4 separate regions of the Mus musculus genome follow, and all the other regions are linked to region 4. The links are chromatin contacts, called in public Hi-C maps. All regions are on one chromosome and are shown on one strand. Each heading gives the region's core, a stretch centred on a gene start, on an enhancer-like site or on the middle of the called end of the contact. The rest is flanking DNA. Distances are from core to core; before and after follow the strand shown. Region 1 has its middle 310 kb from the start of Isl1. Region 2 has its middle 330 kb from the start of Isl1. Region 3 has its middle 480 kb from the start of Isl1. Region 4 holds the start of Isl1 (ISL1 transcription factor, LIM/homeodomain).

Region 1 (3,093 bases), core at 143-2,642, 310 kb after region 4:
TAGGATTGTAAATCAAAAGTATGTGAAAATGTCAATGCATGTTGTTAAAACGTAAGAAGCACTGGAAAAAAAATTTTTTTGAGCAATCCTGGCCTGCAGGATTTCTATCTGAGGAAAAGTTGTCTTAAGGCCACTCCAACATGAGTCACCAGCATTGCATCAGCTTTGCAGTATTCTGACCCCACAGTAACTCTGGGCTCCAAAGCCACCACTTTCTCACCTGCCCAGCTCCATTCTGCATCTTTTGAACCAGCAATGGGGCTGGAGATACCAATATCTATCTCTGTAAGGAAGTGGCTATCATTACCCTGCAGAAATTACCCTAGATTAAATTACCCTAGAAAGCAGGCTCTATTGGTTCATTGTTTTTTCATCCTAATGTTTTAATTATTTCTCTTTAATTTTAATTATTAAATTATGGATATTTATGCTATACAATGCTTACATCAAGTCAATTTCCATTGACTCATTTTCTAGATCTCTATCCGACTAGGAAATGATAAGTATGAAAGCTCAGAACCCTGATATAGAGAAGCAACAGAGAGAACATGGTCAATCTCACCTAGTTTGCATCTTTTTCTTCATTCTGTCTTCTAGTCTGACTATTCATCGCATACAGGTGCTGCTATGTTCTGAGGTAAACCACGACTACTTAGTTCTAGAAAGGAAACAATGAAATTAGACACGTCTTTGAGTAGTGGCACTGATAGATGATTCTTCATTACCTCCATGTCTCTGAAAAGCTAGTTTGAGTATCTGCTTGTTTTCCCATTTTCAAATTCACCTTCCTTGAGGCTTTGTTCTTCTTTAAAGTACTAACACATTAGTGATATGCCAAAGTACACATGGTTTTTTCTGCTTTATTTCTACCTGCTATGCTTTACACTATGATTAAAACATGTGCTTTTAAATGGAAAATATCAATAATTGCCCATCTAGATTTTATTTTATATAGGAAAAAATCTTTATCCACAAATTCTTCTTCTGACTTTGCTTGGAATGATTCAATTCAGGTCTTACTTCATTTGGGGACAGCTGATTTGGAAGCTTTTCCTGGGTCCCTCTCTCAACCATATATTTTTCCTCAAATTGTCACTAAACTGGGGATAAAATTTTATCCATTTCAGCACTCATCCCGGTGCTGAGGTTGGTTTCATTTTCTTCAGATAGAACAATCCTTGCACAGCTGTGCTGAACACCTTTCCAAGAGTCATGACTAAAGAGAAAGAAAATATTTTCCTGTTCGGTTGTAGCAACAAAAGGAAAAAAAAAAAGGAAAGGATAAATAAAAGCTTGCCTTTTACTTTCTAAGCATGCTACTAGCAGGTTGACACCATCCCTCTTGGGAGTCTGGCTCGAATCAGAAAACTGTGGGCTGGCTGCCAACCCATTTTGTGCAGAAGTTTCATTGGCAAGAGTTTGCATTGGCAAAGGACCCATTTCTTTCTCAACCTCGGGCTATTACAAGCTTCCTGTCATATCTGCTTCATCTGATTCTCTGCATATCATTCTGCCCTAACCAGAGCTACCTTTTAATCGACTTAGTGCTTGAGGGGGATATAACAAATCCTGCCATTATTTTATCTTATCACAAGCTGTCCTGCATCTCTTCTGGCTTATAGGCCTTTGCTCTGATATTGGAGTTAGAAATGATCAAAACAGTAGTGTGATTTATGCTCATCAATAATTAGCTTCCCCAGAATTAGGTTGTTTGCTGTTCTGGATCCACCAAGGAGGCTTACATATTTTTTAAAGTAAGCACAGATCTTGGGCATGCTTCATTCTCTTCAGAGTGTGTGCACTTTCATATTCTTGCTTTGTTAATACTTGAATTGAGTGTTTTTATGAAAAATGATTCTTAGTTCCTGAGGTATTCTTCAATTTATCAATGATACAGTGGATTAGAACTCAAACTCTGGAATTGAGTGTAACTGTGTCTGATTTGTGGCCCTGTAGATTTTGTTTGTTTGTTTGTTTGACTGCTTGCTTGATTATTTATTTAAGTTTCTTTTGTATTGAAAATAAGTTTTACTTTCACACAACATGGTAGACCATAGCCTCCTCTCCTCCCCATCCTCCCAGCTTTTCCTCTCCCTCTTTCCAAGATTCACTCCTCCTCTGTTTCCTCTTTAGAAAGGACAAACCTCAAAGATAGGACAGCCAAAGAAGACAAAACAAAAGACAGTAAGACATTGCAAAAGTCCTCAAATCAGGCTGGACAAGGCAACCCAACAGGAGGAAAAGTGGTTCAAAAGCAGGCAGAAGTGTTAGCAACACACACTCCTGGTCAGTGGTCCTACAAATCCACCAAGTGGCCAGCCATAATATATGCTGAGACATGGCCACTGCCTCCTGACTCTTAAATCCTTTCTCCCTGCTCTCTGCAGGCCCCAAATCTCCTGGGAGCTGAAAGAGACTTCCAGTTTAGACTGCAAAGTACCATACAAGCTCCTCTCTGCTGCAAGATGAAGCCTTCAGGATGATGACCGTGCAAGGCACTGATCTATGAGTATAGCAGAAAAAAAAATGAGTATAGCCGAATATTGTTAGGAATAACTTCATTGACTGTTTTTTTTTTTTTTTTTTTTTTTTTTTTTTTTTTTTTTTTTTTTTTTTTGCCAGTCACATCCCTGGATTTTAAAAGAGTTTGGGACAAATAATTTCTACTCTGAACTTCGACACATCTGATGAGAATAAAAATAAGATTTGACAGGCTAGTTTACAGTATGGAGCACATTGCCTGGCACCTAGTGCTCACAGGGAGGAAGATTGTGAAGAGGACCAGGTTAGAAATATAGCTTTATAATGATTTTGGTCACTCTGTAATAAAATCATAATGAAATAATAAAATATAGTTAAAAGGAAATAATTGTCTCATCACCAAATTAAAAATAAGATTTTAATTTAATAGAGCATCCCAAATTCATAATTAGCACAAGAGCTAAATCTCTAACCATGACTCCCCTATGTTTAGGTATATAAAATATTCTCTCCCTCTTCCTCACTCTCTCCCTTTCTGTCCTGCTGCCCTTTCCCCATCACCTCCCCCCTCTCTCCCCTTTATTATGTCTCTTTTTTATTATTTTATTGTCA
Region 2 (3,189 bases), core at 414-2,913, 330 kb after region 4:
TCCACAATCAAGAAAGTTCTTTTAAACTAATAAATATAGTAATATTTATCATGTAGAGCATTTTAAATTGTAACTCTCTGGATGGGTTATACTTTCTTCCCACCTGAAAATCACCAAGTAATATACTGTTTCTTATGGCAGAGACGCATGGAGTAACTCCTTTGTTAGTAAAGTACTTAAATGCACTTTTGCTAACCTGGGGGAAACAAACGTGTATGGATACAAAAAGAAAAAATATCAGAAATGAAGGCAGTGAGATTCATGTGTTGTTTAATTTTATCTGCACTCCATTGGCACGATTCAAATTTACCTTTCTGAATCACTGTCAATTCATTTGAGGATTCATATAAACAATGATAAAGATGCTTGTAGCAGGAATCAGGATAAAGCCCACACTTTTGGGAACACATGGTTTCCTACAAAGAGTGTGCTGGCATTGTACACTCTTAAACATTCTCAAGACATTTAATTGCACGAAAAAAATAAGATAAGAAATTGGGTGAAAGAAAAAATGCTAATATTTTGCCTGTGTCAATAAAGTTGAGACTACGTTTTTTAAAAAAGAATAGTATATAAGAGTTTAATATTTAAGTATATAGCTTTTATTGCAAATTTCAAACACAATTATTAAATAACACAAAACTTTTGTGCTGCTCCATCAGCACAAAATATATCTGTGTCAGTTCAAACCTCCTTGTTTAAACTGAAATTATTCACTGATCCTTCAAACGCAACATTTATGCTAAACACCAAATATGAAATAAGAAAAGTAATTTCATATTATGAATTAATCTTTCTACAATATTGATTACAAATTTCTCCCAATTATAATACCAAGTAATATTATTAAGTACACCGCTGTGTACTTAACACCATGCTTAGCACTAATTCTCTGGTTAATGTACATACAGCTGTAAAGATTATGAGACCTGGAGTGATTTCCTTGATTAAAATGCAAGTTTTTCCCAAGCAAGTACTTGCTTTCACTCAAAAAGGCATAAACAGCACACTAGTAGTAACTGTTAGCTGGGCTTGCAGCAGATTTGAGTGACAGCAGTTTCTGTGGATCTCTTTCTCTGAATCGCTTTTCTCATGCCTCATTCCAGATCAGCACTGACACATTCGCCTATGCAAATGAACATCTAATTAGCGACACCTCCCAGTCAATCAGCCACTTCCTCATCTCCAATTATATTACCTGGCAAGCCCTTTCTCTCCAGTCTTGGCCCACCAAGAATCTTCATTCACTTTCTCTTCTTCTTCTCCTCCACTGCAAAGTGAACTGATCCCGCATAATCCCTGGAATAATGTAGGTTCTCTTGCGGAAGAGCAGGTCCCCTCTCCCCCCTTTACACCAAGCTAATGGAGCCAGTAGGCATCCTATTGATCTTTACTCTATGTGGTTTCCACAGGATTTGACAGACTTCCTTACAGGTTAAACATCCAGGCTTTCTGAAGTGGCTATAAAGCTTTGTTTTTGATTTTTCTAACTTTTTTTTTCCCGAAACCCTTGCTCATCTGTAATCTTTAAAAGCTCAGCGGATGCCATGCAGAGCAAAGCCTCATTTCTTTGCAGAACTAATCTAGACACTGTCTAGTGTTGAGTACAGTTGTCTGATTCAAATCTTCTGTTACAAAGCAGATGCCATCTAGCTAGATGTCATGAGAAGAGCCTAACAATGACAATTCACTTATCCCCTAGAAAGAATCAATTCTCCCACAATGCATCTGTCAGAGAACTCTCACTCAGTAAAAGCAATTTTTCTCGCTGTCTGACACTGTAATTGCTCTTAAATTTTCAATGAACGTTTTACAAGGACTCCCCTGAACCATGATGAAAAACTTAACTTTTTTCTAAAAATGAGAGGCTGACAGGATGAAAGAGGTCTTTCTCTTTAAAGCCTTGCTTGCTCGAGTAGGAATTCTTTCATATCATCAACAAGCTGTTGAATAGAGGATAGATTACTTTCCATTTATTTCATCAATCAGATTAAAGGCTCTCCTTCACAATGCCCTTTAAACAAGAGCTGTTTATGATGTCCTCCCTGGTTCGACTTTAATGTAGTTCTAAATCACTATGGACAGTGGCATCCATAAATAATATAAATATGACTATCTTTTGAAAACATTTAAATATTGCATATGTCTGGGTTATTATCTATAACCTTGTCCTAAAAAAAAGAGGTGAGAAGAAGAAGGAAAACAAATATACATTCTCTCCTCTTTAGTTTAGGAAAGAAATCCACACAATTTTCACTTAGAGATCAACAAGCAGAAATACTGAGCACAATAGTGTTTTCCAATTTAGACCAATGATGTTGAGGAAAAAGTAAAACTGACATGAGCAGGTAATTTTTTATTGACATAAATGTTTGCCAGCTAATAACAGAAGAAGTCTTCATTGATGCATTTAGTCAAATTCAGATGATAAGACTTTATAGAGCTATCATCAATAAATTCCTACTTCAATGCTTTTCTAAAGACGAAATACAGCCAAGCTTGCTAATTCATCTTATTAGTAATACAATGAATAGTCTCTTCTTTACCGAAGTTATATGCGTCAAAATGGTTAATATGGCTCCTATAATATGTATATGATTGAATCTATGCCTATATGTAAATAACTTTAAACGTAAGATACACTCAAATTCCTTGTTTAAATGTCACAACTCATCTGCAGTCAATGTATTTAAGATGCATGGCTATATCATAATTATTTTAAGTCTAATATAAGTAAGCTCTAATTTACATTGGAGGAATTTTACACAAGTTATAGAATCATTTTTTTTAAGCATTAAACTGTTGACTAGTGTTCCATAAGCTCCCACCCTGTCTCTCACTCTGTTCATCAGAATCTGAACCATGGTCACACTGTTTTCCATCTTCTCCTTGATGCTTTTCAGGGATCAATCTCACTCTTCTTGGACAGCATGCGCATATTCACACAATTCTAGTTGGTAGCTAATTTTTAGATGATACCATGTCTTCATTCTGTGATTTATCAGCTTTTATTGCAGGCTAGTAGTATTTATCTAAAGCAAAAATTTTACATGTAAAGTTTTAAATGTGTTATTTGAAAGAGAAAGTATTCAAGTGTTAGAATATTTGTTATTAACATTTCTCTTATTCGTTATTACATATTCTCCCTTTAAAACTAATCACAAGTGTGTGGGTATTTATCTATCATAT
Region 3 (3,272 bases), core at 649-3,148, 480 kb after region 4:
TCGGGAGGCAGAGGCAGGCAGATTTCTGAGTTCGAGGCCAGCCTGGTCTACAAAGTGAGTTCCAGGACAGCCAGGGTTACACAGAGAAACCCTGTCTCGAAAAAAACAAAACAAAGCAAAACAAACAAAAAAACAAAAAAACAAAAGAAAGAGAGGAAAAAAGGAAGAAAGAAAGAAAGAAAGAAAAAAAGAAAGGAAGGAAGGAAGGAAGGAAGGAAGGAAGGAAGGAAGAAAGGAAGGAAGAGAGAGAGAGAGAAAGGAAGAAAGAAAGAAACTATATTCATTTATTAACCACATGCTAGGGCAGGCTCTATGCCAAGGGGTAGCAAGCCAACACAAAATGTCTTTCATGGTTGGTGTTTTTATATTATGTTTAGATAGACAAAGAGGCAGAGAGAAGCAGAGGGAGATAATGAAGTTTAATGAGCAATAGTGTGGGGAAATGTGGGGAGGAGTTGGAGGGAAGGAGAATAAATAATATCAAATATATTATCTGTAAGTCTCAAAGAGTAAATAAAAAGATTATTTTTCTCTAATCAAAATGTATTTTCTGTAATTTTTTTACATTTTTTGCAATGCATATTACATTATATTCATAGAAGAGCATCTAAATAAAAATAATAAATACTAATATTAGTACTGATATTCTTGGAACAATTTTTATTATTTAGGATTCAGTTTGGCTGAAACATAAAAGTCATGGTAATTATTTTTGTTTCTTAAAATAAAATAATACCTAGCACCACTTTTTATTGTTATTCCAATTTGAGCATGGCTTGGCTAATTTTAAAATATTTTATTCTGGAGTTCTCAAATAATATACAGAATTCCTCTAGAAAAAAATACATATTCTATTGTAAAAATTTACTTGTATTTTATGAAAACGAATTATCAATGTTAATTTTCTTAAGCAACAATAAAATATGATTCAAACTCTTTCACCAAAGATGGAAAATTATGTGACTTATTTATTCCAAAGATCCCCAACTGACTGTAGATTAATGTTACAATAAGCATAAATGTGATAAATGAATGTATTTAAATCCAGGACAGTGGTAGAGTTTTAATTATGAAGCAAAACAGCAATTAATGAAAATGCATTTCATATACTTGATGATGGTTTTAATTGGATTGCATTTGTTATGTGAAAAGTAAATTAAAATATAACTACACACAAGTTTCTTACAATGCAAATGCTCATCAGTAAGAAGTGTTTGATGACTAAAGAATGATGAACTAACTGAACATTCACAAACTATTCTTTTATGTATGATCCATAGAGTACAGAAAAGAAGTTTCAATACGTCATTATAAACAACCAATTTCTATGACTTGGCCTGGATACAGCTTTTCATCAAATTATTCAAGATGGACCTACAGATTAGGGTGCCCTAACGACAGAGTCAACGTTAATTAGTCTTCACTAACAGACAAGCAGTAAACTTCATGAGGTCAGCTGCACCCCCAAGAAAGTGGACATTAGGGAGAGATTTTTAAAGCAGTGTCTGTTTTTATAGGTAGTGCAGGGAAAGGCTAAGCCAATAAAATGTAATGGTTCCATCCTATATTTTAATAGCAACCTCCAAAGTACACAGCACTTCCCTGTGATTTGAAGGCAAAGCCCTGGACCAGGTTAAAAATGGCACGTGAGCACAGAAAATTACCGTCACTTCACTTTCATTCTGAGAACTGAACATAACAAGTGAATGGCAATCAAACGTATACCAATCATTGGTTTGGGAGGTCAATTCTTCGTATGCTGAGCCACGAGGAGACCCCAGAAGCCACCTTGAGACTCCTTCAGTTGATAAATCATGGGAGGTCTATGTTTGAGAGGGAGAGAGAACACCAACCTAAGATTCTAAGGATGCTATTAGGAAATGTTAGGCGTGAGCAGCTGTAGTCAATTATGGCTTCATTTTCTCTTCAGTCGTCTTTGGTTGCATGCCATAACTGCACAGGGCATTGAGGTTTATGGCTCTAAAATAGCCTTGTCATTTTGTGAAGCCTACCAGAGCAGAGAGGTTTGATAAATGGTTTTTTAAAATGTTACTTAGAAAGCAGCTTCAATCAGATTAGTCCTCGGCTGTTTGTTTTCAGAATCGTGATCATCCCTAAGCATCCCACAGCTAGGCTGGTGCCACCAATTTAGAGAGTAAGATAACAGATTCAACAAACTCTATTTCTTTCATTGTTTACAGGGTGTTTATGTTGCATTTTATAACAACTCAATTCAATAAGTGCTCCATTAATTTGCTCTTAGATGGAACCCTGTTATGGAGTTAGTGGAGTATAGATGTTAAAAATTCATCACAGAGAAGATACGGTCTCCGAATCTCAACAATCACAAAGTCTTCATTTTTGCTCACAACAGGAAACATTAATGGTTTGGTTTACTGGTGTGCTTTTAAAATCTATGTCATCACTTAAAATAGAAGAAAGAAAGGAAATGATTCTCAATTGATGTGTTCTAGCACCTAATCTTAACAGCTGTTACTGGACCAAAAAAAAAAAAAAAGGAAGAAAAATAGAAAAAGAAAGAAAAGAAAGGGAAGTCTATTTTGAAGCAAACAAGGCTTTGCAGACTCCATTACTTAATATACTATTAAGGATGCTTATGTAATATAATTTATTGAAAAGAAATCACATGAAGTACTGAAGGCAACAGCTTGGGGATAAAAAGGTCCAATTGTCAGCAGATCACAGGAGCAACAGGGCATTTCCCCACTGGTGCTCAGTGTAATTGCAACAGCGACAGGATTCAGACTCTCCTCCATGTGAAATTTGTCTTTCACCCAATCAACTCAAACAGGGAATGCAGTACAAAGCATATTATATTCCATCCACTTCCCAATAAAGTCCGTGGTGTCCAATCAGGCTTCTATTGTCAGCAGAGAATCTGAAATGGATACAATCATCAAATGGATCCAAAGTTGTCAATCATCCTCGATCTTTCCTTCCCTTTCTCTCTCCCTTCAGGATTTAAGAATTCCAATGGAGGGTCATATCGATTTGAGATTTTAGAGGGCAATTGTTGAGACGGAAGAGGTTTCCTAATTATTTTCAAATGAAAAATTACCAGATTGCTTCAGTATTTCTTCTACTGATAAGTAAGTATCTTTTGGATGAAAATCGTGGACTTTTACTGAAAACTACTTTTTTTTTAAAAAAATTTAACTGGCTATATTTTATGTGCCATTCTTTAAAGTACTAGGTAAAGCTTATGTTATACATTTGTGAGATTGGTAGGAATCTTTTGAACTTCCTGATCA
Region 4 (3,310 bases), core at 780-3,279:
GTGGGTCTCAAGTCACTAGACTGATGCTTCTTTTAGATGCCACATTATAAACATAGCGTGAAGAAATAGAATTGGTTCAGATCCCCTATTTATCTTTGTTGTTGTTTGTTGTTGTTTTTAAATCATGGTCAACCTGGCTGTATAGAAGGGTAGCATGCCCTTGTACGGAGGGAACTGCTTCTCTGGGCTTGGCAAAAGCAGCTTGACAAAAGATACCACACATAGGATGTCAGAGAGCAGAAACCGGGGTTGAAAGGAAAAAACACAACCAACCGGTAAAGTTAACCGGAGTCTACACAACTTTCCATCCTGCTCACGGACTTCAAAATAATTTATAATTAAAAAAAAAAAAAGAACAGGAAGGGAAGAGATTCCCATCTGCCTTCTTAAAGAAAACAGCAAAACAAGAAAGGGGGGAAAAACCCACTCCTGCTTCTTAACCTCTTTTCTCTCTGTGTGTACTCTGAAAAGTCACAGGCTTTCTAACTCGGCCACTGCGGCCTAGGTGGGGTTCACAGGTTTTATCATGGTTTAGATCTGGTGGAAGAAACACAAAAAGGAGTTCCCTAACCTCTGGCTCTTCTAAGAGGAAAACAAAACAAAACAAAACAAACAAACAAAAAAAAAAACAAGCTGAACCCTTCTACGATTCTGTTTGTAGCCTCTCTCTCTCTCTCTCTCTCTCTCTCTCTCTCTCTCTCTCTCTCTCTCTCTCTCTGATCAAAGTCCCTCTAGAAGCTCCGGCAGAAGTGTGGGAATTCTGTGTGTCCCCTAATAACTGCCTCTGAAAGACTGTAGATTTTGGGGAATCAGGAAAGAAATTATTGGCAAAAGTTACCGGTGAGATGCAGCCAACATCTCCTCCAGATGGCTTCCCCAGAGGAAACAAATTAGAAAGCTAACCTCAGGGGAGGGAAGTAGGCGCCCCACTCTTCTTTTGCAACAGACCCTCCCTGCTCACGCCTTCATACTAAAAGATTTAAAAGTCTCTAGAGAATATTGTAAAGTTGCGCTTATAATTACCAAGCCGTTTAAGGGCCCAGTGCACCTTTGCCTTAAAAAAGAGTGGACAACAGATCCATAGACAGACATGGACAACCCCACCCCACCCCCGTAAACTTTAGGGTCCTGCACTCTGACTCTAGATTAGAACACTTTCATGCTAGACTTAAAATTGAACAGGAGACCTCACGGGTCGGGAGGAAAGGAACCAACCTCGGAGTTAATTCGTTTTACCTTTTCGTTTGACCTTTGCGTTTCCAACCCGATTGTCCGCTAGGGAGACAAGCTCCCCTTTCCTCCCACCCCAAGTCTTTGGAGAGCTCAGATTGGGGAGTAACAGGGTCAACACGGTAGCAAGAAAAAGAAAAAAAGAAAGAAAAGAAAGAAAGAAAGAAAAAAAAGAACACAAAAACGAAGTCATAAAAAAACCCATTTCTTTTGGGTCTAACCGTCCTACTCCGGGTTTGTCCCCTAACGCGTAGCGCGCTGCTAGCTCCAGCAGATGCGCCCTTCCCGCAGGCAGCGAAATTGGCCAGCCCTGGGCTGTGCGCGCCAGCACGGGAGTCAGTGAAGGAAAGCGGCCCGTTCCAAGTGCCCCCCTTTTCCTGGAGCCCGGTAGGGACCCGCTTCACAGGAAGGACCTACCCACCAGCTACTCGCCACGGGCGGCAGAAAAGGGAGCCCCGAGCTCAGCGCAGCCCAAGGTCCGCGGGGAGCCCGCGGCGCTGGAACCCCAGGACACGACGCGGCGCGTCCGGGAAGGCGCGGGGAGGGGGTGGTGGACAAGGAGGCGGCGGCCGGGGACCCGGGCCACCCGGCGCCCAAGGAGCGACGTGGCCTCGGGAGGCTTAATCCTCTCCTGCGGGCTCGCCGAGCGGGCAGTGGCGCGCGGAGGCGCCGGGGCTGAAATATGATAATCAGAACAGCTGCGCCGCGCGCCCCGCAGCCAATGGGCGCGGCGCTCGCCTGACGTCCCCGCGCGCTGCGTCAGACCAATGGCGATGGAGCTGAGTTGGAGCTGAGAAGTTTGAGTAAGAGATAAGGAAGAGAGGTGCCCCGAGCCGTGCGAGTCCGCCGCTGCTGCTGCGCCTCCGCTCTGCCAACTCCGCCGGCTTAAATCGGACTCCCAGATCTGCGAGGGCGCGGCGCAGCCGGGCAGCTGTTTCCCCCAGTTTTGGCAACCCCGGGGGCCACTATTTGCCACCTAGCCACAGCACCAGCATCCTCTCTGTGGGCTATTCACCAATTGTCCAACCACCATTTCACTGTGGACATTACTCCCTCTTACAGATATGGGAGACATGGGCGATCCACCAAAAAGTAAGAAGCGGTTTAACCTTGTGGGGCTTGGTGTGCTGTTGTGGTGTGGGGGGGTCTCTCTCAGGCACCGATGACAGGGCTCTTTGGATTTGTAGTCACTGCCTGGAGAGACAGAAGAGAAGGTGGTCCTTTTGTTGTTGTTGTTGCTGCTGCTGTTGTGTGTGTGTGTGTGTGTGTGTGTGTGTGTGTGTGTGTGTGTGTGTGTGTGTGTGTTTTCTTCTTGTCACGCTTGCAGCTTGCATGTTTGGTGTGAATTCCGATCTTTGAGAAACTGATCATACCTTGTGTTTGAATGCTCTGTGCCCTCCCAAACTCTAGCCGCCTGCCCGGTGCTTAGCGGTGATTTCCTCCTCCGGATTCCGGAGCTCTTGGAGAAGTTATTATGTAGCAAAGGTCTGCCTGCACAAACCACACCGGCAGATATGAATTAGCATTAGACTTGCAAAAGAGAGCGAGTGACAACTGTATTGATGTCTACTCTTCTAACAATATCCATTCCCGCGTGCTATTGAAGAACGTGCTTCACGGAAAATATAGACATCCCAGCGTTGCTTTAACGCTTCTAGTCAAAACCTTTTCTTTGACATGACTTATCCATAATCTTGCCTAATGATTATAGCAAAGAGGGAGGAGGGAGAAAACACAAAATGAGCGGGTTTGATTGCGTGCTAAGCTTACAATGTAGACTATTCAAATCTGCGTTTTACATATATTCCACCTCCCTTTTTAAAAAAGCGAGTCAAGGTTTTGATGGCACACTCCAATTACCATCCCAAAGTGCAATACTCTTTAAGGGAAGAACAAGAAAAAAAAAAAAAGGGAAAGAAAAAAATTCTTCCAGAATACACCCTATAAGAGAACGACACTAAAAGTGTGTTTATCTCTGTAGGAAGTAAACGGTTAGTCAATCATGCATTTATTTTCATTTCAGAAAAACGTCTGATTTCCCTGTGTGTTGGTTGCGGCAATCAAATTCACGACCAGTATA

The links. Hi-C and Micro-C count contacts between places; a contact is called where the count stands out from the background.
Region 1: a Hi-C map of the N1E-115 cell line shows a contact between it and region 4, with 5 times the contacts expected there. The contact joins the enhancer-like site here to the promoter of Isl1 in region 4. A contact is called at or near these places in 6 of 39 promoter capture datasets (the 3T3-L1 cell line, the HPC-7 cell line, cranial neural crest and 3 more), 4 of 484 Hi-C or Micro-C datasets (the 3T3-L1 cell line, 3T3-L1-derived adipocytes, the N1E-115 cell line and 1 more) and 2 of 9 other capture datasets (embryonic stem cells and liver).
Region 2: a Hi-C map of the N1E-115 cell line shows a contact between it and region 4, with 9 times the contacts expected there. The contact joins the enhancer-like site here to the promoter of Isl1 in region 4. A contact is called at or near these places in 4 of 39 promoter capture datasets (3T3-L1-derived adipocytes, hippocampal neurons and liver), 3 of 484 Hi-C or Micro-C datasets (the N1E-115 cell line and cortical neurons), 3 of 115 datasets of contacts at active chromatin or transcription factors (craniofacial prominence, embryonic forebrain and forebrain) and 1 of 9 other capture datasets (embryonic stem cells).
Region 3: a Hi-C map of the N1E-115 cell line shows a contact between it and region 4, with 4 times the contacts expected there. The contact joins the enhancer-like site here to the promoter of Isl1 in region 4. A contact is called at or near these places in 13 of 39 promoter capture datasets (the 3T3-L1 cell line, 3T3-L1-derived adipocytes, the C10 cell line and 8 more), 1 of 484 Hi-C or Micro-C datasets (the N1E-115 cell line), 4 of 115 datasets of contacts at active chromatin or transcription factors (embryonic basal ganglia, embryonic hindbrain, embryonic limb bud and 1 more) and 3 of 9 other capture datasets (adipose tissue, embryonic stem cells and pancreatic islet).

Annotation. Positions count from the first base shown.
Region 1 is chr13:116,000,985-116,004,077 of GRCm38.p6, reverse strand. No RefSeq gene overlaps it. Among named protein-coding and RNA genes, the nearest start is that of Isl1, 310 kb to the left of the region's middle. Within about 2 kb of position 1,392, at least 9 of the 459 cell types and tissues checked have an H3K27ac peak or open chromatin away from gene starts, as enhancers often do. A contact at or near this core is called in the N1E-115 cell line, where this site is marked.
Region 2 is chr13:115,975,940-115,979,128 of GRCm38.p6, reverse strand. No RefSeq gene overlaps it. Among named protein-coding and RNA genes, the nearest start is that of Isl1, 330 kb to the left of the region's middle. Within about 2 kb of position 1,663, at least 8 of the 459 cell types and tissues checked have an H3K27ac peak or open chromatin away from gene starts, as enhancers often do. A contact at or near this core is called in the N1E-115 cell line, where this site is marked.
Region 3 is chr13:115,824,072-115,827,343 of GRCm38.p6, reverse strand. No RefSeq gene overlaps it. Among named protein-coding and RNA genes, the nearest start is that of Isl1, 480 kb to the left of the region's middle. Within about 2 kb of position 1,898, at least 2 of the 459 cell types and tissues checked have an H3K27ac peak or open chromatin away from gene starts, as enhancers often do. A contact at or near this core is called in the N1E-115 cell line, where this site is marked.
Region 4 is chr13:116,308,407-116,311,716 of GRCm38.p6, reverse strand. It overlaps Isl1 (ISL1 transcription factor, LIM/homeodomain), which reads left to right and starts at 2,029. Exons shown (of 6, transcript NM_021459.4): 1 at 2,029-2,322; 2 at 3,254-3,310. The coding sequence starts at 2,295. RefSeq lists promoters at 1,852-2,230, 1-2,232.